2 separate regions of the Muntiacus reevesi genome follow, and region 2 is linked to region 1. The links are chromatin contacts, called in public Hi-C maps. All regions are on one chromosome and are shown on one strand. Each heading gives the region's core, a stretch centred on a gene start, on an enhancer-like site or on the middle of the called end of the contact. The rest is flanking DNA. Distances are from core to core; before and after follow the strand shown.

The links. A called contact is a pair of places that touch in the nucleus more often than the background predicts.
Region 2: a Hi-C map of blood shows a contact between it and region 1, with 2.9 times the contacts expected there. The contact joins the promoter of CSNK1A1 here to the promoter of PCYOX1L in region 1. A contact is called at or near these places in 2 of 3 Hi-C or Micro-C datasets (blood and muscle).

What each region holds. Positions count from the first base shown.
Region 1 is chr1:238,357,120-238,365,039 of mMunRee1.1, forward strand. PCYOX1L (prenylcysteine oxidase 1 like) reads left to right here and starts at 3,000. Exons shown (of 6, transcript XM_065918873.1): 1 at 3,000-3,172; 2 at 7,649-7,855. The coding sequence starts at 3,088.
Region 2 is chr1:238,506,462-238,514,381 of mMunRee1.1, forward strand. CSNK1A1 (casein kinase 1 alpha 1) reads right to left here and starts at 3,693. Exons shown (of 11, transcript XM_065918879.1): 1 at 3,054-3,693; 2 at 2,331-2,437. The coding sequence starts at 3,176.

The DNA of each region.
Region 1 (7,920 bases), core at 1,750-4,249:
TAAGGTTTTTCAGTGCTCTTAATTATTTTCATCTTGATGGTAAAGTAAAAAGATATTGGCTTGTAGATGATATGTGTAAGGAAGCTTTGGCTCATATGAAGAGGGACCTTGGTGTCTTAGTACTTGGATTTTATGAATCTTTGGTGGATTTTCCTTACCACTATAAAGGAATCATTCAGTTTGTACTGACATAAGTTACGTGGTGCTCTTTCTTGGCAAAGGATTTAATAAGTGAAGAAACATCCTTAAACACTAAGGCAAAATCAAAGAAGACAAAGGTGAAATATAATCTTCGGAAACAACATTAATAAAACTTTTATTGAAATTACTGTTTCGTGTATTTACTGTCTGTCTGCCAGAATCATATTGTGTATTGACATGGTCACTTCACTGATTGCTGACCGACCTTGTTGATGCTCAGTGGAGGGAACTTGGGGTCTCACTTGCCCAGGCAAGTGGATGCAGTGCAGGCATTTTGCCTTGGTGTTGAGGCTTTGTCTGTTTTTTTACCTCCTTGACTTGCTTCCTTCTGATTTCTATGTATTTCTTAAATCTGGATCCCTATTTATTTCTGCCTTTCTGTCTGGCACTGCCTTATATTCTTGTGCTTGCTTCTTGGTTCTAATCATCTTCCCTGCTTTAATCATTTTACTCAAACTGCAGAACTTCTGACCATCCTCTCAATCTGATTACTGGCACGTGGCCGCCTGCTTCCATGTGCCCTTCCCAACCTTTGCCTAGCCTTGTCTTTACCTCTGCTTCTTCACTGGCTTCCACATACCCAGCCTCCTGGCTAAGTGCCCCTCTTTGTAGCCAGCCTTTCCTGTAGTTTTGGCTTTGCATTTTCATCATTCTTCCCACCCTAGCTCCATAATCCATTGTTTCTCACATTCCCAGAGCTAGTTGGCAAGTATATCCTTACCTTACTCTTGTCCATTCTCATATTCACTGGAGGTTTTAAAGCACAGCTTTGAAATCTCCTTGAATCTAGACCGTAGATTATAGGGAGGTGACACTGCTGGTTTCTGACCCACACCTTCCTGTCTCTGGATGCTCACTCTTGATACCTAGCCATCAAACCAAAGAGCCAACTCAAGTAACCTGTGGAATAGAACCAAGGGTCATGGCTGAGCTTTTAGCTGACAGCCAGCACCAAACTGCCAGCCACCTTAGTGAGTCATTTTGAAAGTGGACTCTCCAGTCCCCAGTGGAACAACCCCATCTGACATCACATGGGACAGATGAGATCTCACTGAGTCCTGCCCAATATGCAGATTTATGGGGAAAAAAAAAGTGTTACCTTTAGCCACTAAGTTTTGGGGTAGTTTGTTAATGCAGCAATAAATAACTGATGGAATCACCCAACCTCACTTTCAGTCTCACTACTAGTTGTTTTGTACCTTGGCCACCAGAATTATGGCTCCTTGGTTTTCCTCTTAAACAGCTTTTTTGAATTTGTCCTACAACTCTGATACACATGGATTGTGGGATTAGAAGAATTTTTTCCTAACAGGAAAAAACACAGCTGTAAAATCTAGAATTATCAAGGACCCTAAAATTGGCTCAGACGGTAAAGTGTCTGCCTACAATGCAGGAGACGTGGGTTCAATCCCTGGGTTGGAAAGATCTCCTGGAGAAGGAAATGGCAATCCACTCCAGTATTCTTGCCTAGAGAATCCCATGGTCTGAGGAACCTGGTAGGCTACAGTCCATGGGGTCGCAAAGAGTCAGACATGACTGAGCGACATTTACTTTACTTACTAAAATTAAAAGCAAAGTTGAGTTTTAATATGATTTTACCCTATTAAAAAAATACTGCATGGATCATACTGTTAGCACATAAGAGAATATGGCACAACGTGATCAATGAATGCTTGTTTTAAAAGATTTAAGGGACTTCCTGGCATTCCAGTGGTTGACTGCTCCCAATGCAGGGGGCACAAGTTGGAATGCAGATCACATGCCACAGAGTTGAGGCCAAAAAGAAAACAGTAATTTAAAGGAGTATCTTGAGTCTGGTTTTGCATTTTAACACAAATATTGCCCAAAAGTGTTTTTGTTTTTTGGGGTTTTTTAATATGGGAAATGCATGTTTATTCATCTACCATTTTACTAATAATCCAGTTTGGCCATGTTAAGACTCACAAAGTTAGCTGTAATCTCAGCTCTATGCCCTTTTACTCTTCTCAGAGTCCCTTCTATTTCTATTCTTAGCCATAATCTGACTGAATACACATGAATTTTCCTTATTTTATTCTGAAACTCATCCCCAATTTTATTTTCTGTGAGAGGAAATCTGTCCTTTATAGTGTAGTAAACTAGCCACGGTGAAGATGCTTTTGTTTCCTTAGAGGGTGAAAATGGGGCTTATCTCTTCCTTTCTACCTTTCCTCTCCCCTCTAATAGTGGATGAAACTCTTACCTTTTGTTTTTGAAGTAGAAGGCAGAGACACAAACTGTGTATCAAAGCTGCAAAGGCACGTGGTAACTAACAGCAATCTGGAAAGCATCTGGCTTTGTTTCAGCATGCTGAAACAAGTAGCCTCTAGCATCCTGGCTGCATGGTTGGTCAGCAATTTCCAGCACTTGCAGACACTGCCAAGTGATTTCACATCCCTTATTTCACGTGATTGTCACAACCACCTAGAAAGGTAGAGCAGGAAACTGAATGAGACAGAGAAGGCACGTTACAGAGCTACTAACGCTCAGAGGTTGGATTTGAACGGAGATCGTCAAAGCTTCAGTTTTTTCTCGGTCATCAGTCTCCCCGGAGCTGGGCCTGGGTCCTGATGCTGAGCACCCAAAGCGCGCACACCTGCGCCGGAGCAGGACAAGCCAGCCAATGAGGAAACCGCATCCAGGAGGCGGGACGGAGAAGTTGCCAATGACAGAGCCTGCCCCCAGAGAGATGCGGCTAATGAGGGCCTCGTGCCGAAGAGGGACTGCCGCTTGTCCAATAAGAAGCTGTGACCAGCGAGGCTGGAAGGCGGAACAGCCAGTTTGGCGCTGGGGCGGGGCGGGGCGGGGAACCCAGCGCCAACCCGCCAGTGCCCGAGCCCCGGCGTGCTGCCCTCATCGCTGCCCGCCATGGCCCACGCTGCCCGGCTCCTCGCCGCGCTGGCCGCGCTCCTCGCTGCCGCCGCTACAGGCGATGCCCGGCCCAGTAAAATCGGTGCGGGAAGGACTGGGTGGGGTGCAGATCTGGGGAGGGCTGCGAGGGAAAAGGGTTGTCAGCCGGGAGCAGCTGGATGGGGGAAGGGGAAGGCAGCTGCACGAGGGAGGGGTCCTCGGCAGAGGAGCTGGGTGGAGAAGAGCCGAAGCACTGCGACTGGGCGAGGAAGGGGACCGCAGTAGGCAAGGTGCTGATGGGGAGGGGGGCGTGGGTCTCTGTCCAGGGCTACCTGGGGTAGAAAAGAGCCTTGGGGCAGGACTGGTCACTGATCTCACCAGCAGGTTCAGGGGCATTGAGCATCTGCCCTCGACCTGGCTCTTTGCCAGGTGCCCCCAGGACTCTGGCCTGTCTGGATGATGTCATTCACACAGGTTTATTGAGGGTTGTCTGTGTAGCAGGCACTGGTCCCTAGTTCCTATCCGGAGGAGGATAGACTTCACAATACAAGGAAGTTAGTGCTAAGGCTGAGAAAGACTGTGAATATAGAGGAAAGGCACTCACCGCAGTCTGTGGGCTCTGGGAGGGCTTCCAGAAGTAACAGCTGAGCCAAAAACCTCATGGAAGGTAGGAGACAGTTCTAGGAGAGACAGAACCCATGATAAGTCCTCTGGGGACAGATTTGCTGAATGACAAAGTGAGGAACTTTTCACAGTAGTCTTCTTATTTATTTGCCTTTTTTTTTCAACATTTTATGTTGAAAATTTTCAAACCTAGACCAAAGTTGAAAGACTTATACATTGATCATCTCTTTACCCAGCACCTAGATTCTGCGTTAAGAAACTGCTACTATATTTGCTTTATCACAGACCTATCCCATATCCTTTAATCCATCTTACATTTTAATGCTTTACAAAATAAATTGCAGACATCAGGACATACTGCTAAATACTTGACCATGTATATAACTGACTAACATTCCATATTTGTTTATACTTTTTTCCTCTTAACATTTGTCATTTTGACTCAACATGAATCAAAGATTTCCAGGTCCCTTATATATCAGATTTCTGTAGGCAGAGATGCTGGGTTTCTGGTGTGGGAGCAGAGTGCCTCTCATTGGGAGGGAGGGCTGCCCCATGGGAGTGCCACAGACATAATGGGGCCAGTGCAGTGCTAAGGTCTGCATTACCAAACCCCAGCTCAGGCCATAAAGGATTAAGACAGGCTGAAGCGTGCCAGAAATCAATTTATGACTGAACATTTAGGGTTTTCAGAGGAGAGAGAATCCTGAGAGCCGGAGTGGAGAGAGAAGGCCTGATGAAGGAGATGGATTTGGAGCCAGGCTTTGAAGGATGGAGAAGAAAGGCAGGCAAGGTCTTGATGTGCAGGGCTCCAGCATCTCTTGAGAAAGGGCAGCAGAGCATGGCATTTCCCAGTGACCACTGAGGAAGGGGCAGGACCTCCTCACAGCTCAACCGTTTCTGCCAATGCAGAACTTGCTGCCCGCCTCATTCCAGCTGGCCCTACCCACCTCACCCCAGGCATCATCAAGGCAAGAGACTTGGCAATGCCAAGCTTCCTGCAACTTTCTTGATTTTCCTCAGTGCTCTGATAAGAGCTTCTGTGTGTCCTCGGTGACTTGGGCTCTATCCATAATGGGAATGAGGAACTTCCTATTAAGATGGCATAACCCTCAGGCTGCTTCTTGATCAAATCTGAACACTTTGGTGTGGCATCAGACCCTTTGAATTCCCTCGTAATTCCACCTGGGCCCTGCTCATGTTGTTCTCTCTGCAGAGAATGGGCTTCTGCTCACTGGTAAAACCCACTGTCCTCCAGGATCCTGATCTACATTGCTTCCCTGTGAAGCATGGGGCCCACACTCTCAGGCAGACCTCCTTGCTTCCTCAAGATTCTCTGGAATCCTGCTGTTGTACTTGGTCATGCATTGTCATTGCTAACTGCATGAATCTGTCCTCTCATTCCCTGCCCATGCTCAGGGGGACAGGGCCCTCTCTGTTTTATTCATTCTATGTCCAGCAAATCTTACCACAGACTAGAGAGCAGGTGTCAGGTCATTGGTGTTGAAGGAGCTAGTTCTTAGAGAGTCGAGGTCTTCTGCTTCCCTATAGCCTTTAGGCAGCTTCTAAGTCTTGTGATAGCAATTTCTCGGGGGGAGGGGGGTAGGGTAATTCAGGGCTTTGTCAAAAATGGAAAGGGTGGGAAGCACTTGGTTAAAAGGTTAAAGGGTATCCTTGGAAGCGGCTTTGTAAACACTGAGAATAAGGAAGTAATTTTTTCTTTCAAAATGGAATAGTGAGCTCTACTGCCTGCCAGAATCTAGGGACATAGGGAGCTGCCCTCAGTCCTTGACAGATCATTTGAGTAGTGTCCCACGGACCAGGCCAGGGTAAGGAGAGTATGCTGTGGGAAAGTGCAAGAGGGACAGTTGTCTTAGGCAGGTCAGGTCAGCCAGCTAAGAATTACATATAAGGGCCACAGAGGTCAGCAAGGCAAAAGATGACAGAGCGTTTCTGACAAAGGGAACAGCATGGGCAAAGGCACAGGCATGACAGGGCGTCATCTTTGTTCCACAACAAAAGAAGCTGAGGCAGGGGACTAACCTGGTGGTCCAGTGGTTGAGACTCTGTGCTTCCACTACAGGGGGCACGAGTTCTATCCCTGGTCAAGGAATTAAGATCCCATATGCTGCATGGTATGGCCAAAAAAAGAAATTGAGGCAGACAAGAAGGTGGAGTGTTGCAAGGCTGAGGCAGGACATAGAATAAGTAAATGGAGACCAGATCATAAAGAACCTTGTAGTTTTGCCTTCTTGACAAGAGTTAGTAGTCTTAGGGTCCAACAGGGGTGTGTGTGTGTGCGCATGCATGCACACGCGCGTGAGTGTGCTCAGTCATGTCCAGTTCTTTGCAACCCCATGGACTGTAGCGCACCAGGCTCCTCTGTCCATGGAATTATCCAAGCAAGAATACTGGAGTGGGTTTTACCATTTCCTCCTCCAGGGGATCTTCCTGATCCAGGGATCGAACCTGCGTCTCTTGTACCTCCTACATTGACAGGCAAATTCTTGACTACTGTGCCACCTGGAAAGCCCACCATGGGTCTAGTAAGGACAAATCTCCTTCTCTTTGGTAGGTTACTAGACTGTCAGGTGAGAGGAAAGCTGTATCTTAGGTACCTGGTGGGCAAAAACTGTTGGGCAGCATGGCTGTCCGGCTCAGGAGCTCCACAGCTGCTTCACTATCCTCTCAGTACTGTGTGATGATTACTGTCTGTTTGATCAGTGGTTCTTAGCAGCAAGAGCCCTGATCAGTCACACGCTCTTCTCAGTGACTTGGATCAGAATATTGATGGTATATGAACTAAGTTTGCAACTAAGGAAAGAAGGAGGAGAAGTAAAGACAGTGGGTAAGACCCAAAAAGATGTCAAAAAGCTGAAACTATAACAAGAGTCCAAAGTGAAAAATAGTGCCCTCTATGGTGATGAGTTATCTGTCACAGGCTGAATTCCAGGCTTGACAAATATGGATATGGAAATGACTTAAGTGTCAGGTGAGAAGTTGCAATAGACCAAGAGTTGGCTGACTGCTTAATTTAAAGGCCAGAGAGTAAATATTTTAGGCTGTACTTACAGTCTCTGTTCCAACTTTACTCAACTCTGCCTGGCATGAAAGAGCCATAGCCAATAAGCTAAAGAAAAGGCATGGTTCCATTCCAATAAAGTTTCAGCTTGCAAAAACAGAAATCTGCCTTGATTTGACTCTCAGGCTGTAGTTTACCAACCCCTGGATTAAGGAGTGGATTCCTAATACTAATCTAACCTAATCTTAGTAATTTAGTAACTAACCTAAACTTAGTAACTAATCTTACCTGGCAGTGACCAGGTATTCACCAATTCATAGTAAAATATCCCTGGTGGTTCAGATGGTAAAGAGTCCACCTGCAATATGCGAGACCTGGGTTCAATCCCTGGATTGGAAAGATCCCCTAGAAAAGGGAACAGTATTCTGGCCTGGAGAATTCCATGGACAGAGCAGCCTGGCAGGTTACATACAGTCCATGGGGTTGCAAAGAGTCAGAACACGACTGAGTGACTTTCACTTTGACTTTCAAGGAGTTTGTATAAAGTTAGATTTATTCCCTTAAATAAATTTTGAGATTCTTCCCTGCCCCTTTGCTGCTAACTTGTCTTTTTCTTTATAAAATAAGGGTTATAGTAGGTGATAGTTTGCAGGTTGTACTTTGCTGTTTATTGATAGCTTTACTGCCTGGCAAATTCCATGGATGGAGGAGCCCAGCAGGCTACAGTTCATGGGGTTGCAAAGAGTCGGAAATGATCGAGCAGCTAACACTTTACTAAGCACTAGTCTACAGATTTCCTTTTTGAGATGTTAAAAGCCTATGAGATGCGAGTACCTAGGAAACCACTGGCCCAGGAGACTGAGAAGGAGTGACCCACAGTCTCATGCCCCTGCTCTGTCTCTCCTCACGCCTGCCTCCTGGGCCTGTTGACAGCTGTGGTTGGAGCTGGAATCGGGGGCTCTGCTGTGGCCCACTTCCTCCAACAGCACTTTGGCCCCCGGGTGCAGATCGACGTGTTCGAGAAGGGGACTGTGGGCGGCCGCCTAGCCACCATCTCCGTCAACAAGCAGCACTATGAGAGCGGCGCCGCCTCCTTTCACTCCCTGAGCCTCCACATGCAGGGCTTCGTCAAGCAGCTGGGTGAGTGCACCATCCTGGGGCTGGCGGCAGCCCTCGGGCCCTCCCCAGGTGACCCTGATGGTCAA
Region 2 (7,920 bases), core at 2,443-4,942, 150 kb after region 1:
CTAAGCAGAGCAGATGTTGCTGCCACCCAAAAGAAACCTTATGCATAAGTCTTTCTTATCCTTCCCACTTCAGTGGACAAACAGTTCTCTCTCATACTTTAAAACCAATGATCCACTTTTTGTTTCTATGTACCTGGACTATACCACTCCTAAAACAAGTTCACTCTTTCCTCACCCTCATTCGGTAACTACATTCTGCTTTAGAAACTACTCCCAGTAGCCAGACTTCACTCTTGGACAGCCTCCCTGACCAGTTCACCAAGCTTTCTTCCTTAGAGTCACTCAGATCCTGAAATTCCATCTCCTCTCCCAAGAAGTCTCAGCTTGAAAGTCAGGTTAATCTCTTTAGCTCCACCCAGTTTGTAACTCCACAACTCCCTCTGCTCTCAACTTCTCAGAATTTTGCTCACAGGTCAATTTCATTTATTTATGTGGGTAATCAGCATATTAACTACTGCCCTCATTGGTTTTCCTAAGTGCTGTTCTTAAATAAAAGCTACCAAATAAAACTGTAAGTACTTAATTTGGAGCTAGCCCTGAAAATGCCAGATACTTACTGCTTTTGTGAAAATGATTTTACATTAAATTCAATCTGACTTGTGAAATTTATAAAACCTCCCAACCTCAAATGCATTAGGTTAGAGAAGCCAGACACAAATGACCTCATACTGCATGATTGCATTTCCATTTAATTCTAAGAAAAACTAGTAATGGGAAGTAAATCAGCAAGAGCCAGGGTGGAGAAATGAAAATATAAGCAAAAGGAGAGAAATTTAAAATTCTAAGGATAACACAATTTTTTTTATTCTATGACAAAATAAGATAGCATTTTAATCAAGGTTTTTCATTTTTCCACAGCAGGGTTTTTTTTAATGGAGAACCATTAAAAATCTCAAATCTGATCATCTCAGATCTCACATTAATCTTTATCTCGTAAGATACACCTGGTATTTTCTTCCTAATAATTTATTCTGACTTCCAACCAATAGGAAATTGTATCATTCAATTTCTCCATTAAAAATGTTTATGACCATTCAATATTTTTTTAAGGATAATGTCTCTCTGGTTGTTTTTACATCAGAATTAATGTATATAACCCAGTTAACTCAAGATTTGAGGAATAAAAGCTAGGATAGTAAAAGAGGCTATGGTAAACACCATTCCAGTTAATTCGCCACTATATCTGGATCTTTTTGCAAATGTTATTATTAAATAATTGTTGGAAAAGGGCTGGATCTTAAACTGTGTTTTAGTCTCTATCCTAGGAAGATATTCTTTAATCTTAAAAGTCGAACTACTCTAAAATCCTTTATTAATTTAAAAGGACCCAATGTCTTCATCTGGTCATCATCTATCCTGGTTACTATTTGCCTTCACCAATATCCCACCTTCAAAAAAAGCCACAATTTCCCAGATGTGAGGAGTTACTGACCAAGTAACTCAACAGGTTAAAGTTACTTGTCAAACTGTGGTTACATGATTAAGCTTCCTTTTAATACAACTGAGTCAATTTCAACATAGTGTTGCTCAAACTGCCTTTGTCATTTCAAACAAAATTTCGTACACAGACTGAAATGCAACAAACATTACCATTTTTTACAGAGTTAATTAACACTTCTGGAAAGAACTATGAGAGATTTTGCATAGTAAACTTAATTTCACATCTCATCTACTGCAGAGATCACAAACAGGCTGTCACTATGCCATCTCTTTCCTTGAACCTCACCACTGCCTGCGGCTTTATTCTTGGCTTTTCAAAGGTTTATTCAACTTGGAGCTGCCAAAGAGGGAATCCAGGAAGCATAACTTATGAACCCAAGCAGTGAAAAGGGCAGGAATATGTGGTTGAGTCACGTCGTTCCGCCATTTTCTAAGCGGAGGAGGAAGACATGTTGGAACAAAAACACAACAAAAGAGCAGCCATTTCCCAAGCCAGCTCCAATAGCAACCCGAACTGGCCCAGCCCGGTCACTTCGGCACCCTCAAATCCACTTCGCTGGACAAACCTAAGTAGCAGCTGAGGTGAAAGAAAGCAGCAGGCAACCCTTCCGCGTTGGGATCAAAGATGACCCGCATACTTTCCACTGCAAATGAAAGCCTTGGGAAGAATGACGGAAGCTAAACGGAGCAGAGTGTTAACAAACTGAAATCCTAAACTAAGTTGGCAAACTAAAATTTACCGTGATTGTGGTGACTTACGCTTCACAGGAAACCCAGGTAACTCAAATGCCAAGAGCCGGATTCAGCCGATCCCACTGCCTGCCTCTTACACATTTTCTCCCATTCCGTACTTCCCTCAGAAGATCGCCTGTTTGCTCAAGGATTCTTACCGTATGTGGGGGATGCCAACCCCACCTTGAAGAATCTTATAGAGTTTGCTCTCGTACAGCAACTGGGGATGCCTGGCCTTCTGGGATTCTAGCTTCACTGCCACCTCCTGCAGGGGAAAGAGGGGATGATGGCATCAATATCCTTATGGATTCAATGTCACTTGGGAAAAGAGGGGGAAACAGGAGCACATCTCCAACTCTCGGCTACAAGGTGGTGAGAGGCTGGGAAGAGAAAAATCTCTGTAATTATAAAACGAGGCAACCAGCCTCAAAGCCCTCTTCAGGGGGCAGTGACGAAAGCGGCACGTCCTCTAAAGTATAAGAAAATGATTCATCCAGAAAACGTAATGAGGGTTATGAGGGAACCAGGCGACCGGTAGCTGGCCTAATGGGAAAAAGAACCTCAGTAAACTAAAAACATAGGAAGAAAACGAGGGGATCCCAGAAATAGGATTTTGCCATTCTCACCTTAAACAACGGTTTTTTAAAAGTTCGATTAAGGTGTATTTTTAATAAGCTAAGGAACTTCCTAGTACACCCAGCCTTTCTCTCGGGTTCTTTCCTTTTAGGGAAAGAGAGCGGGGGAGGTTCCTAAGACAGGAAAACTGGCTCCCTCTGGACTTCCCAGTGCGTGAGTGCGGTGGGAAAAGGCCCAAGCAGTTCGCGGGGCGGGGGAGTGAGGACAGGCGCAGCGTAGTCGTGAACCCCACCCCAGGTGGTTACCTCGCCGTTGGTGATGTTGATCGCCAAATAGATGTCCCCGAAGGAGCCAGACCCGATCTTCCGTACCAGTTTATATTTCCCTCCGACAATGAACTCGGCCTTGGAGCCGCTGCTGCTCGCCATCCTGAGAGACGAAGATGGAGGCTGGGGCTAAGCCCCGACACCTCTAAAGGGAGGATGGAGGCCTCTAGGGCTCGACCACGGAACAAGGCTGTGGAGAGCGGCAGGAAACAGAAAACGATGGCTCTTCTTCGGCGTTACAGGGCCAAGAATCGGCCAAGGGGAACCTGATCACCGCTGCTGTCAGGTTTTTTGGCCGGGCCGCAGATTATTGAAGGAGTTCTCGCGGTTACCAGGCTGAGCCACTTGTTTCTGGCGGCCGCCGCTGCCTCGCTTTCCCGGCGACGTCGCGGGCTGGAAAAGGAGAGCGGTGAAGCTAGGGCGGCGATACCGCTGCCACCACTGCCGCCGGCTCCCGCCCGGAGGGACCCCTGTCACTCCGCCGACGCCGCCATCTTGTTGCTCCGGCTCCAACCAACACAAAATGCCCCCAGTCCCCGGGAGCCGCTTCTTCACAGCGCAGAGCACTGTGGGAAAGGGATCGCGAGCGCTAGCCCCGGAGGGTCGACAGCAAGAGGGAGGGCGGAACCGGATCCGTGAGAGTCGCGGCCCACGCTCTGAACGTCACTCCGTCACCGCCCAATTGCGCACGCGTGCTGCAAGCCTGCTGACTGCGCAAGCGTGCCGTGGCCTCTTCTCATCCCCGCCCCGAGCGCATTTTCACTTCCGGTCGTCGACTGTGGCACTGTGAACTACCTGTTAGTCACCTCAGACCCGCCTGGTTTCTGAAAGGCCTCGCGGCACCAGGCCTAGAGAGCTTTTAGGGAGGAGTCACCTTCATTTTTCTTGGTAGATGGTGCGTCAGGCCTTAAGAGTTGGGTATTGACCTTTGCTCTTTGTTTGAGGCGGTTTTTAACCTTTTGATCTTTACCGGGGCTACTCCCCCAACCGGCCCATTCCAGTTCAGTATCTCTTGTGAAAGAGGCTGTCGCCTCTGGTGGAAAGAAAGAGAAAAGCAGGCCTGTACGGACTGGATTAGTTCAGGGCTCGGTGTTTTAGCAGTCTAGCTGAGGAGCCTTACTAGAATTCTGCGCTTTAGGGAGTGTTGGATTCCCTATTTTAACAGAGAGGAAAAGAGGGAAAGGAGGAATTAGCCCTGCCCCTCTAAGTCTTTGTGTTGTTTACCCACTGATACTTGATACGCAAAGGGGGGGAAAATCCGAGTAATGTTAGTGGCCAGTGTATAGTCAACAGAAAATAAGATTTAGAGCCATGAAAAAACTTGCAAATACAAAGGTTATTCTCTTCGCAACCCAGACCCCACCCCGACAAAGAAACGTTGAAAAATCGTATCTTGGTCTTGTTGAAAACTGCAGTCTTGACCCAAAAACATAGGGTCTTATCCCTATGTTATCCCAAGTAAGATAATTTTGTAAAAGCTGACAAAAATGTAGACTTAGTTGCAGCCTCGATAGCTGATCAAGTAGTAATGGAGTTCATCCTGGAAGATATCTTAAGTGGAATTCCTACATGGTACTTTATTTCTGGCTTAAATATTTATATTCATAAAGCTCTGACCTAAATGTCTTCAATTTGATAACGGAGAAAAGACTAAGATTTAATGAAGTTTTCGCACTAACAAAACCCAAACCACCTCACTCCCAAATCAACACTGTTGGACAGCTTCCTTTGGTGATTCTAAGTGTTTCTGGCCTACTTAAAATTCTCTGCTGTCAGGATTCCAGTGTTTGTTTTTAAGTCAAGTTTAAGCATCTTGAACTTTTCAAGTTTCCAAAGATAGCTATTACTCTGCTGATTTTTTTTACCACAGCCATCCGAAATTTAATGGGTTCCTCAGCTTGAAGAGTTCCCTATATAAGGGGTGGGGTATACATTTAAAGATTTTTTTTTCCCCCCAATAGGGAGGACACAAATGCTCAGCTGGGGGTTGGGGAATAAGGATATGCGTGAGGTAGACTAGATTAGGGATTCCCAGAGGTCTCTGTGTGGACAGGGGCAAGTCTAACAGAGTTTTCCATGAGATACCTAGAAAAGAGCAGGATAATGCATTTTTTCATTTATTTCAAGTTATGCTGCTGAGATTTTATCTTCTTATGTATGTGTTGTCAAAGTGCCCTTTTATAAATGGTCCTGATGGTAGATGGTTGTTTTGTTTGGCAAAACTAAATGTTCACACTTTATGTCTACCTCACCCCACCCCCTTTTTAAAACTTTTATAAGCTTTTGAAATGCTGTACTCTGGGACTCTCTAGTCTAAATAACTTTTAGAAGCCCTTTCAACTAGAGAGTCTTATTTTATGTGTATATTTGGTGTGTCTCCTCACTTGTTTCCTTCCTGGTGTAATCACTATTCCAACATTGACACTATCCAGCAAAATGTACTAAAATATTGCCAGTGGTTATAGCCTTTTCAGATGTGATTTCAGTTGAAAATCTTAAGATTTAAATTTATTAGGTTAAGAAGGGCAAAAGTTGGGGTTTTTTAATGTAGAAATGGAAGTTCTAGGTATTGGCTACAAATTCAGCCTTCTCCTAAAATGAAGTGTTGTTTGTGGTAACTTTCAGTCTCAGTAATTGAAGGATTACCTGTTTGGGTGCTATTTTAGTTCCAAATAAATAATTCTGTTGTTTTGAATCAGCAGCAGTTTTAGTGTAATGGAGAAAGTCTTCTACAATGTGCCAAAATGTTATTCCTAACTCCTGGGTCAACTGAATTCACCAAAAATATAGTGTGAAGTGGGCTTCCCTGGTGGCTCAGACAGTAAAAAATTTGCATACAATACAGGAGACCCAGGTTCAATCCGTGGGTGGGACAATCCCTGGGGAAGGGAATGGCAACCCACTCCAGTATTCTTGCCTGGAGAATTGCATGGACTGAGGAACCTCGTGGGCTACCGTCCATGCAGTCATGAAGAGTCAGACACCACTAAGTGACTTATCACTTTCATGTTTTCATAATTTATATGAGACCTTGAATGAAATTTTTGAGATCACCTAGTTCAATAATTTTTGTTTTGGCCATGCCATGAGTGGGACCTTAGTTCCCTGACCAGGAATCAAACCTGTGCCTCCTACAGTGGAAGCATGAAGTCCTAACTACTGGACAACCAGCTAATTCCCAGTAATCATATTTTTAAATGCTTTGCAATCTACACAGTGCTTTCACACATATTAGTTGTGCCCAACTAGGATAAAGTGACTTGCCCCAAATCATACAGATCTTAGTGGCAGAGGAAGGATTAGAACCCCAACTTCTAACTGAAAGAAAAGAAATGAAAGGGTAGAAGGTGAATTGGGACAATCATGCCCCTGTGATTATTTCTGTTTTCAGAGAGATGTCCAGATAAATTGAAAACTTTTTTAAACCACAATGTTTATACAAAGAAAGGTCACTGGTAACCAGAGTATGTTTTTAAGTAAAGTGATAAAGGTAAGCATAAGAGGTGTAGATTGCTGCAGTAAGAAAGAAAAACATAAGGTTGAGGACTTCCTGGTGGTCCAGTGGCTAGGACTCTGTACTCCTAATGCAGGGGGCCCAAAATCAATCCCTGGTCAGACATCCCACAGGCCGAAACCGAAGATCCTGCATGCCACAACTAAGACTACTGTGCAGCCAAATAAATAAATATTTTTTTAAAAAAAGGGCAACCTGCCCATCTTTAGGGTTGTTTGGTACCAATAAGTAGAAAAATGGAATGCCTTAGGATATGTCAAATGCTGTTTCAGGTGTTTAACTGTTACACAGCTTTGTGCATAATCAGTATCAGATAAGGGAGTTAATAAGGTGACTGGAAACTTGAGAACATTAGAAGTGTCCTATTGGATCTATTCAGTCTTTTTTCTAATCCTTGACAATGGCAGCAATTTCTATCTTCCTTTCTGGTCTCAGTTCCTATTCTCCCCTTCTGCATTATTCACAAACTTTTGTGAGAGTGTATAGCTGCATCTATGTTAGCAACTTCAAACATTTTTGAAACTTTCTGCGAACATTTCTTTTTATGGTGTTATTAACCATAAATTTATTTCAATTAACTTAAGTCTTTGAACATATCTGTGCTTTTGACCCATATGGCTTCAAGATTCTAAAGTTGGTATCTTCCATATATATGCTACCCAATGAACTTTTATACATGTCAAATGTTGAATTCTCTTTTCCTTACAAAAGTGACAAGTATTCATTTGAAAAATTTAGATAAATCAGGAAAAAAAGAAATAAGAATTTATAGAGATAATGATGAAATGTTAATTTGCTGTATATAAATGACCAGTATTTTTTCTAAGTGTGTTCTGTGTCTATTTATATATATCTTGAATGTGTGTACATTTATTGATACACATATGTAGCACTGAAGAATTGATACTTTCGATTTGTGGTGCTGGAGAAGACTCTTGAGAGCCCCTTAGATTGCAAGGAGATCAACCTATCAATCCTGAAGGCAATCAACCCTCAATATTCATTGGGAAGGACTGATGCTGAAGCTGAAGCTCCAATACTTTGACCACCTGATGTGAAGAGCTGACTCTTGAAAGACACCTTGATGCTGGGAAAGATTGAGAGCAGGAGGAGAAGGTGGCAACAGAGGATAGAATGGTTGGATGGTGTCATCAATTCAACAGACATGAGTTTGAGCAAACTCCGGGAGGTAGTGAAGGATGGGGAAGCCTGGCAAGATGTAGTCTGTGGAGTCGCAAAGAATCAGACATGACTTAGCAACTAAATAACAACAACATGTTTACATATGTATATTTTATTTCCAAAAAATTTGCAACAAGTAGTCATAGTGCA